2 separate regions of the Mus musculus genome follow, and region 1 is linked to region 2. Evidence: chromatin contacts called from public promoter capture Hi-C data. All regions are on one chromosome and are shown on one strand. Each heading gives the region's core, a stretch centred on a gene start, on an enhancer-like site or on the middle of the called end of the contact. The rest is flanking DNA. Distances are from core to core; before and after follow the strand shown. Region 1 has its middle 20 kb from the start of Mir5625. Region 2 holds the start of Cib4 (calcium and integrin binding family member 4).

Evidence for each region. Promoter capture Hi-C pulls out the DNA fragments that hold promoters and counts their contacts.
Region 1: a contact with region 2 is called in a promoter capture Hi-C map of liver. The contact joins the enhancer-like site here to the promoter of Cib4 in region 2. A contact is called at or near these places in 21 of 39 promoter capture datasets (the 3T3-L1 cell line, 3T3-L1-derived adipocytes, the C10 cell line and 10 more), 1 of 15 datasets of contacts at CTCF or cohesin (the NIH/3T3 cell line), 10 of 484 Hi-C or Micro-C datasets (the 3T3-L1 cell line, the G1E-ER4 cell line, bone marrow-derived macrophages and 6 more), 3 of 115 datasets of contacts at active chromatin or transcription factors (all in embryonic stem cells) and 2 of 9 other capture datasets (adipose tissue and pancreatic islet).

The regions. Positions count from the first base shown.
Region 1 is chr5:30,625,523-30,630,463 of GRCm38.p6, reverse strand. No RefSeq gene overlaps it. Among named protein-coding and RNA genes, the nearest start is that of Mir5625, 20 kb to the left of the region's middle. Within about 2 kb of position 1,728, at least 7 of the 459 cell types and tissues checked have an H3K27ac peak or open chromatin away from gene starts, as enhancers often do. A contact at or near this core is called in liver, where this site is marked.
Region 2 is chr5:30,542,596-30,547,921 of GRCm38.p6, reverse strand. It overlaps Cib4 (calcium and integrin binding family member 4), which reads left to right and starts at 2,086. Exons shown (of 7, transcript NM_028483.1): 1 at 2,086-2,196; 2 at 3,222-3,256. The coding sequence starts at 2,143. Gm40272 (a long non-coding RNA gene) reads right to left here and starts at 2,128. Exons shown (of 3, transcript XR_868323.3): 1 at 1,554-2,128.

The DNA.
Region 1 (4,941 bases), core at 479-2,978, 83 kb before region 2:
CCAACTGAGCTAGACTGGATGAGGGACCTCTCTACACCAAAGAAAAACACAAATCTTTGTGACTGGCCCTCTATGTCCTTCAAAAGACAGGAACAAGAGGTACAAACCAGGCTAGTGTTAAGCCCTGAAGGGAAGATGAACAAACCACCTAGCAGCCCTGTTTCTTCCTCCTTGTGGTCCTCCAGGCATAGACTGTGCAGTATCCTATTACAGAAGGGCCATGGGGTTTTCAATAGTAGCACAATGCATTTGGGTCCATCACCTTCCATTTCCCATGACAGGAGCTCCTCTAGTTAGGGATCCTGGTATTTCTCAGTAGCCCAGCAAAGCCCTTTGCTTTTTTCTCCCTACCATCGACATTGAATCTAGTGTTTCCCTAAAGGTCACAAGATGGCTGCCACAGTTCTGAAGGGTACACAGATCTGTCTAGTCAAAGTATAGGGCATATTTCTATTCCTCTGATGCCTTCTTATAGGAAAAAGGCCTTTCCCAGTAGTCCCACTGAAGCCATCCCTGAAGAGCCCCAAACTGAGACAGGACCTAATGTTGAGGTCACTGGGATCAGCTGAATCCCTGCAGGGGCCTGGGTTCAGGGAAGGAGGAGCCTCTGAGAGATGTCAGCAGTCTGTCATCAGGCAGAAGGTTGCAGAAATGGCTCTTGCTTCGGTAGTCCACTGAGTCTGCCACAATGACCCTCATGATGAGCTCTTGGTGGGCCGTGAAGTCAGTGGAGGCAGCATCTGAATGTTTGCCTTGTGTTCCTAATGGGAATGGCTTTCAAAGCAGAAGAGGGGATGAGTGTCTGTGTGGCACAGCAAGCTCCTGGGTAGGAGAAACAAGAAAGCTGTCCTTGAGAAAGGGGTCAGGCTGATGGGGGCATCCAGGTGTATACTTACAGGAAAGGGAAAGAAACAACTGGGTATTTGACCCAAGAAAGCCTGGAGGTTCCTGTCCCTGTGGAGAGCCACTTTGACTTGTTTGGATGAAAGCATCTGCTGTCCAGTGACAGCCTCAAAACACAGCTGTTGTCTCAGTGGAAGGAAGACATGATGGTCCTTAGAGTTAACACATAGTGGGAGATGGAGTCACTCAGAGCATGGGGTCCTGTGGGCTGGGCTGTTCAGCAGATTCTTGCTTGGGAAGGGCTAAGCAGCAAGGTTGTGGTTCATGGGAGGGCTGAGCTCAGTCCCAGGTCCTAGAAGGCACATCCTCTTCCATCTTTGAGAAGGGCCAGAAGACATCTTTACACAGGGCCCCCAGCAGGTAAATGCCTAAAGCTTTGTTGTTCCTCAAATTAAGGCAAGGCAGAACTCTTCACTTAAAGAGTGGGTAAAGCCCAGAGCGAGGCCAGAGGGCCTGGCAGACTCTCTACCCTGGGACAGTTCTGCTCTCCAGGGTTGGATCCTCACAGTCTATTGGCCCAAAGTCTCTCAGCCCTGATGTTGGAGAGTTCAAATCTCAGGACTTCTGGGACTTCAGTCTGATCCCGGAATGAGATCACAGCATTCCATGACTGTGTATGGCCTGTGTACAGGTACCCTATTCCTGGGAGCAAGAACTGTGGTAGATGAAGACGTGTAGAGGTGGCCAATGAATGTAGGGTCAGAGGTGTGATTTTTGTTCCCTCCTGCTGAGGGCAGAGATTGTTGGCTGGACATTTCACGGACAGGGTGAAGTACGTGAAGAGTCCCTTACACTCTGTCCCTATTTGCCAATGAATTCTTGGAACTGTGTCCACCTGGATCCTCCTTAAGCTTGGGACCTTGTCCAGCCACCAGAAAGCTGTAAACAACAGGGCACTGGCTGTCTCAGATCCCTTAGGACCTGACTGCTGTTCTGGCCCAGCACAGCAGCCACTAAGGAGACACTTTAGGCTCTGCTCAGTGCCTCTGATACTGAGTTCTGTGACCTTGGTCACAAGGCAAGACCTTTATCTTTCTGATGAGGGTGTCAATTCTTGCCTAACTTACAGTGTTGTCCTTGTGGTCAAATGCTGTTGATGTAGACTCTCCAGGTGTGTGCATCACTGACTAGAGGGGATCAAAGAGACCAGTACCATCAGAATCCCATCTATGAGTCCTCTATGCAGCTGGGAGACAAGGGGATGTGAGTCTTCTAGTTTGTCCAGATGTGATGTAAATTTCCAGCATAAAAGTGACTCAACTCCAGGATTAGAACTTTCCTCCAAAGTCAGAGCAGAGGGGCCAGGGTTCTGAGCTTGTGCATGCTCTTGTGTGCATGTGTGCATGTGAGTCTATGTGTCTGAATATGTGTGTGTGAATTACACACTCTTGTGTGTATGTGCATGAGAGTCTGTGTGTCTGAATATGTATGTGTGTGTGTGTGTGTGTGTGTGTGTGTGTGTGTGTGTGTGTGTGTGTGAATTGGGTGTGTACATGTTGACAAGCCAGGTTCTGTGGCTACTAACCCTGGCTGTGCCAGTATCTTGTTTCATGAGCTTGGATCTATCATTTCTTTTCTGTGAATCCAGTTCCTTTTCTCTGAAAGGTGGGCGCTGGTCCTCCGATCTGGGCACCTGCTTCACATACGTCTATTTCTCGATGTCCTTTGGCAAGGGTGGGGGGAGAAGCTGGAGGGCAGTTGCTTCAGCCACAGGGGGACACTGAGTCCACCCAAGGCTGGGCTTGTTAGGCTGTGGAGGAGAGGGAGCCTTGGTCTCATACTCTTCAATGGCCAGACCTTTTCTAATGACAGTGACCACTGCCAGGCAGTGAGCAATATGATGAGTGAGGGCACGAGCTTCATCCACCAACATTAGCCCTGGTTCCATGTTCAGCTTTGCTATCAACTCCCTGCCTGCTGTTAGACCAGTGGGCTGGCTGCTCTGAACCTTTTTTTTTTTTGGTACATAATGAGCTTTGCTAGTGTGTATTTCATGTTGTTAGAGCTGCCAGTTACAGATGACTTACCAATTATTAAAGTTTATATTTACCTGTTTGTTTATTAATTCATTCATTTATTGAGAACTTTATGTAACCCAGGATGACCTTGAACTTGCTATGTAGCCCAGGATGACCTTGAACTTCTGATCCTTCTACCTTTATCTCCCAAGTGCTGGGATTATAGGCATGTGACGCCTTTAGGCAGTGCTAGAGATCAAGCATTGGCTTTGTGCATGCTAGGCAAGTACTCTACCAACTGAGCTACATCCACAGACCCTAGTTGGGGATAAGAGGGAAGGATAAGACCTACTTCCCTATCAGTGATATTGTGACAGCCGAGGAGGTCCCCAAGTGTGCCCTGGGAAGTCTGGGAAGTATCAGGCCAACAGAGGATCTGGTATGGAATGAGTTTGAGTGTTACTCAAAACGAGCAGTGGTTTCGCTGCAGGTCTTCTAAAAACTTTTACTAAGCTTAGAGTTTTGTGGAGTTCAGACAGTGGTGATGTGTGCATCCTTCTTCCAAATTCATTAGAGCAAGGACTACCCTTCTCTTCCTTCTTGGTGTTTTGAGACAGGCTATATGCAGGCTGGCCTCAAACTCATGCCAATCTCCCTGCCTTAGCCTTCTGAATTGGAGATTGCAGGCATGAGTCACCAAGCCCAACTTAGCACCTCCCCTATGAGCGGCCACTGGCTTGCTTAGAGAGGAGCTGCCATTGCATCCCTCTTTTCTCTTGGCTCCCAGGAAGCTTATTCCCATTGACTCTCACCCAAATCCCAGTGCTGGTGGGAACTTCAGACATTTGCTCCCGTTCCCTCTCCTCTGCAGGCTTTCAACGTCCATTTTCCTGTGTCTTTCAGTTCAGGCAGCCTCAGAGGTGAGGAGGTTGGGGGCATGTGGGGGGGGCACTGACAGTGTCTGGACACGAAGATCCTGTGTTAGTGCTGAGCTCTGGGTAGCTCTGGGTGGGACTGGGGTGCAGGCCCCCTCTAGGAATCCCTGCAACATCTGTTTGTGATACTTTGTCCAGGGCGATGTTGAAAGTAGGGCAAGAGCCATGTTTGTGTCCCGCAAAGCACTGCTTAGGAAAGTCCAAGTGACCATGTGCTGGACACCACTGACCTCCAGAAGGACTCACCTCTGCTGACGCTGTATCTCATAGAGCTGAGCAGCAAACCTTTGGGCTTTGATTAAGACGAAGTAGTCTTAGGAGTGGATGAGCCAGGTTTTTACTGTGCCCAAACAGAGGCCAGTAGATTACCAAGAAACATGCCATAGAACCTGCCTGCTGTTACTTCAAGGGATGCCTAGAGATTCATCCCAGGGAGGCTGGTGTGTCCTGGAAAGGGCACAGGTTTTCTTTGAACCCAGAACCTCTCCACAAATATGTCCTATCTCTCTAGTTGGTCTAAGTAGATAGAAGGAAAGATTAAGGGAATGTGTCTCTAGCCCAGGTCCTTGTTTCTCTAGCATGTCTTTATCTGTGAGTAAAGGGAATCAACCAAATAGGTCCCAGGTGGCATTTAAAACAAGGAATAGAACGGATATGCACACCCTGAATGTGGTAGGGTGGTTGTGAGTCATGGCGTGCAGACAGATTTTGGTGCCAAAGGTATTACTATGGTTCATGCTTAGGGAAGCCTGGATACCCTTGGCTAGTTGAGTCAGGTGTTGGTACCAACTGGGCACAGTGCATCTGCTTTCTATATATCTGTCTTGGGCTCTAGGGTCCATCCCCAAGCATGTGCTACTCTAGACCATGAGTAGCACACCCTAAGAAAAGGTATTTGTGATGTGCCCATCTTTGAAAGTGATATTAGTGTGTGTGTGTGTGTTGTGTCCATCAGGCTACTGGGGTCAGGGAGGAGCTGAGGTCACCCCTGGAGGCTGGGGCATGTCCTGTTTGACTCTGCAGTCAGCTGAGGAGACAAAGTGGGGAGTCACCAGCTTTGCTTCTTATCCTACCTAGGTTGCCATTCATGGCTGTGTGACTCAGGGCAAGTTACTTGCCCTCGTTGGCCTCGTTTACTTGTGTAC
Region 2 (5,326 bases), core at 837-3,336:
CAAGGTTCATCTCTGTTCTTTACCAGTCTCCTTGTCAAGCGCTTATAGGTGCATGAGGAGCTGAGAGCTTTGGGTTGCTGGGCAGTTCTCTCTTTTGCTTTTGTTGCTCTCTTGTTAGCAAGGGTCAGCAGGGTGTAAAGACACAACAGGCTGGTGCCAAGTTATCTTACCTTGTGTAATCAGGATGTCTGAAAAAGACTGGATGGAGAAGGATATAGCCTGCCAGGGTATGGTCTTAAAGATCCCTGGCTTCCCTGAGAGATCCAGACCTACAACTTGGTTAGTCCCAGAGCACCCCTTAAACTCACCAATTCTGTGACCAGAGTAAGGGAGCAAGAATGCCATTGACTGCTGTGAATATGAACCAACCCGGCTTTTGGCAGATGCAGAGAAGGGGTCACGTTTGGATGGGGTTCAGTGACTGCCTACTTGCTGAAGGCCTTCACTTTCAGGTTCAACTTTTAAACTATTGTTGTCTTCTCTCTCTCTCTCTCTCTCTCTCTCTCTCTCTCTCTCTCTCTCTCTCTCCCCGGTTTTATACCAGGCGTCTTGATTTTAAAAATAACAACAAAAGCTACACATTTGTCATTTTTTTCTCCTTGCAATTTTAGAAAACAGGGAATTCTCACTCCCACTTCAGAGATGGGAACTGAGGCTAACAGTAATTTTTATGATTTGATTAAAGTGATGAAATCCGACCTTTAATATGTCAAAGTTCAGGTTTCTGACCACCACATATAGTAGCTATTAAGTGTCACTGTATACAATCAGGTAAGTATGGCCTACAGTTCAAAGGCTACATGCATGCTAAGGTAACTATGAATGTGGCATTACTTGAAACATTAAGGGTCCCTTCCCCTCAACTTGACAGCACAGTTTTCAAGCCTGAACTTCATAGGTATTACAGTATTAAGGGGTTGATGTGCCTGTCTTCTTGTTTAGAAGTCTCTGTATATGCATGTCTCCACACTGTTAACCTCTGGTAACATCAGTTTCCAACTCCAGGGATGTGTGTACATGGTGTACAACTCCAGGGATGTGTGCACATGTTCTGACTCTAAGAGCTGTGTCTCGCCAGGGTCAGGTAAAATGCTTAGCTTTGATACCTGTTCAGTAGTTGAAGGGATGATGGTCCATCTTTCATCTGCCAGTCTCTACTTTTGTGCAGGGAAGACAGGAAACAGGGGCAGCTTCATTTCTAGAGAATTCACCACCTCAGAGTCCCAGCCTCCTCCCAGGGCAGTCTGTGACCAGATACGCTCTAGGCTGAAGAGACTCTCATGTGTACCATGATGGTAGGAAGAAGGCCCTGGAGGAGGGCAGAGAGAGAACTTCGGGGGATTCCCAGAGCATCAGCCTCAGTGGCAGCATTGTTTGTGTCTGTTTACTGATCCAAAGTCTCTCCCATTCAGCCCTGCTTTCTGTGCCCTGGAAAGTCAGAGTGTAATGCAGGGGTGCTTGGTCCATGTGCCCTCAGCCAGAACCAGAGCAGCTCTGTGGTTAGGAGCTCTGACTTCTGCCTCATCTTGGTAGTTTTCTGTCTTTGAGCTCACCTTTGTGCAGAGTCCCTTCATCTGGTCCAAATTTGAATGCACCTTCTGTCCCTACAGGGACTCAGACTGATGGCATAAAGTACCCTTCTGTACCCTGTAGGCCATCTACTGAAGTCGGGGTCTATGTTTCTCCATCTCTGTAGCTCACACTCTGCACAGTACTCAAGATCTGGCTCTAAAACTTAGTGAGCACATTCTATGTGTCAGTAATAAACATCACCTGCATCGACTCAGTGGATCCCGGCAATGATGCTGAGACTTTCATCCCCTTGAAGGGGTAAGAGCAAAAAGCACCACAGAGGTTGTGTAGCTTGCTCCAGGTCACACAGTAAGCACGTGGCAGATCTGGGATTCCATCCCAGGCATCGTGACTCCCTGAGTCAACATCTCAAGGCTGCTTTTGGCCTGCCTTTCTGTTTGTTGTTTTGGAGGTGAGGGTTCTTAGCCAGGGCATCAAAAGAACCTGTTTGCCAACTCAGGGGCAGAAGGTGGAATGCTGGTCACCATGGTAACAGAATCACAGTACTACACCAGCTGCTGAGCCCTTGGGGCAGAAGTTCTACTGCTGGCAGGAGGAGGCTGGTTTAGCATGGGGCAGTGTTTAAGGTACCAGATGCAGTGGGAGGACCTGGAAGAGTACCAGGTGGGTAGTCAGGTCACAGATCCAGGACAGAACTAGGCACTTCCCAGGGCAGGAGGGATAGAGAGTAGAGGAGCTCTTGCCTGATCATGGAATTCACTGGTCTTACCACATTCCCCATCATCCTGAAGCAGCTGGTCTGATAGAAAGATGGAATGGCCTTTTGAAGACGCAGTTACAGCGCCAATTAGGTGGTAACAGCTTGGAAGGCTGGGGTAGAGTTCTTCAGAAGGCAGTATATGCTTTGAATCAGCGCTCGATATATGGTACAGTTTCACCCATAGCCAGGATTCATGGGTCCAGGAATCAAGGGGTGGAAAAAGGAATAGTTCCACTTACTATCACTCCTAGTGACCCTCTAGGAAAATTTTTGCTTCCTGTCCCCATAACTCTGGGTTCTGCTGGCCTAGAAGTTTTGGCTCCAGAGAGGGGAGTGCTCCTACCAGGAGCTACAACAAACATTCCATTGAACTGGAAGCTCAGACTTCCCCCTGGTCATTTTGGGCTTCTAATGCCCTTAAACCAACAGGCTAAAAAAGGAATAACAGTGTTAGGAGGGGTGATAGATCCAGATTACCATGGCGAAATTGGATTACCTCTTCACAATGGTGGTAAGCAAGATTATGTCTGGAGTGTAGGAGATCCCCTTAGGGCGTCTCTTAGTCCAGGCTGGCAGTGATGTCTCTTGACTCTGCTATACTTGTATCCATATGATTCAGACCAATATTTAAACCTCCTCACCCTGTATCTCCTGCCCCAGAGCCCGGGGTTTTGGCTTTGGCTCAGATCAACTCTGCCAGTCCGGGCTACTTTGCCTTTTTCCCCATGACATGGCTGGGAGAGTAAGGGCGTCATCCTGCCCTTTGCTGTCACCATAGGCCTGGTCCTGAGGGCTTCGCTGTCATCACTTCTTCAACAGTACAGTGAGAGAGCACCCCTTTCCTCTCTGAGGCTTCATGCTCTTACAGGGGCTGGGGGTGTGGGGTAGGACTGGATCAAGTGTCAGTCTCCTCTCTGATTTGTTGCAGGCTCTGACCTTCCTGACAAGAAATGAGATTCTGTGGTGAGTAAAGACCCTGGTCCTCTTCCCTTTTCCCAAGCTGGAGTCTTTCCTATTATGGTTTCACTCTGGCCCTGGGGTGTAATCCCTTCTCAGAACCACACAGACAGCCCCTAAGCAACATCTGGGATGGACAGAAGTCATGAGAGTCCACTGGAGCAGGAGGAGATAACAGACTCAGGCCACAGTGCTGCTACTACCACCCGAGGCAGAGGATCTTCGTAGATGTTGGGACTTCTTGGGGCAGTGAGGAAAATGAAGAAATGCTTAGACTGTGTAGGCTGAGCCTACTGGGGCCACTCACTGGTCCAGTGAAGCTGGAAGCATCATGCATGCTCATTTGGCTACCTGTCCCATCTCTTCCTGACCCCACCTCCAAAGCTTCCTTCCAGGGCTCATTCTGTATCAGACACAATGGGGGCAGAGAATGTGCTCTCAAGTAGGATTCTGCCTTGTGGGAAACCTCTTGGCCAAAGTCCTATTCATCCAGAATGGAGTCGTGACAAATGGCTTTGTAGGGCATGGAATGGGATGACCAGGGTAGATGTACCTGTAGCCAGGTACTCAACAAAATTGTGTGGTGTATAAATGCGCGTTCCAGGACACTTCTGGAGGAAGGCAGTGAAGATGGGAATGAGGAGACCATTTAGACACTGTCCTGGATACACACACACACACACACACACACACACACACACCCCACCCCTTGTCCTCATTGGCTCTCTATGAGCTGACCACCCCCAAACATCACAAACATTAGACTCTCCAGGCACAATAGGGTAGCTACATGACAAAGAGCTATGGAGACCAGGAACAGTATTGACGTTTTGCTACCTTTCCTTTTAAAAATACTACTTATTTACTTTTTTTTCTACACTGGCAACAAAAGCTAGGGTTTCATATGTGCTAGCCAAGGACTCTCGCACTGAGTCACACGGAACTCAGTTTTTTACATAGAGGAAACGCCAAGTGAGCTGTATCCTACGACTTACCTAATCCCTAACTGATAGTTTCTAAGAAGTAATGTATGCATAAAACAGAAAACAAGAGGAAAAGAAGCAACATTGAAACATGACTAGAGAATCCAAACAGGACGAAATTTGAAGTTCTAAATGCAAAGCAAATGCCCGCACTCTCTCCACGGGCCCTTCCCCCTGACTCAGCTCCTGCTCACCGGCAGTGTATCATCCAGACTCCCGAGAGAACGGTCCATACACACACCTTCATAACCGCTCACCCACTTACATCCTCATTGCTTCCTGGGCCTGCATCCTGTTCATTTTGTTCTGTACTTTTTGTCTCTTTTTGTTTGTTTGTTTTTAAGCTTGTCCTCTTTGACAGTTTTATAGGAAGTGTATAGAAAGCCACCCATCCTTCCTCAATGACTCTGAGTCTTTCCTTTACTTTCATGAACTATAATTTAATACCAGACCCTGCTGTGGATACTTAGCCTGTTGGGTGCTTGTGATGATGGTGGTGAGGACTCAGGGAGAGGGAATATGGATGGCACACCTATTTTCCCCCAAGCGTCCTTCCCCCAGTTTTCCTTTGCTTTGGGTTAGCCTCCTGAGAACGAGGTTCTTGGATACAAGCCATCCTGAGGGCCCCCTCCCACCTAAACTGACCAGCCAGGTCTTGAGGTGGCAGCTGTTCACATCCTCTTCCCAGCCTGCTTCCCTCCCCATCAGAGGTGAGCATTATGACTTGAATGTAAATGTGCCAGCAGCAGGCTCCTGTGTTTGAACACTCGACCTCCTGCTGCTGACACTGATACTATTTCTGGAGGTTATGGAACCTTTAGGGGGTGGGGCCTCACCGACAAATGGAGGGTTGTAGGGTTATGGAAACTTCTGTTTCCAGACCTCTTTGCTTCCTGATCCACTAGGATTTAATAGACCATCCCATTAGTCCCCGGGACTACAGACTCAACATCTCAGCTGCCCCACCCACTGTGTTCATCCTCACCAGGAAGGGCTGTACCCCTCTGAAACACGACCTAAACAAGCCCTTCCTCTCAGAAGTTATTTCTGTTAGGTGTTCTGTTAGAGCAATGAGAAAAGCAACTAATACAAT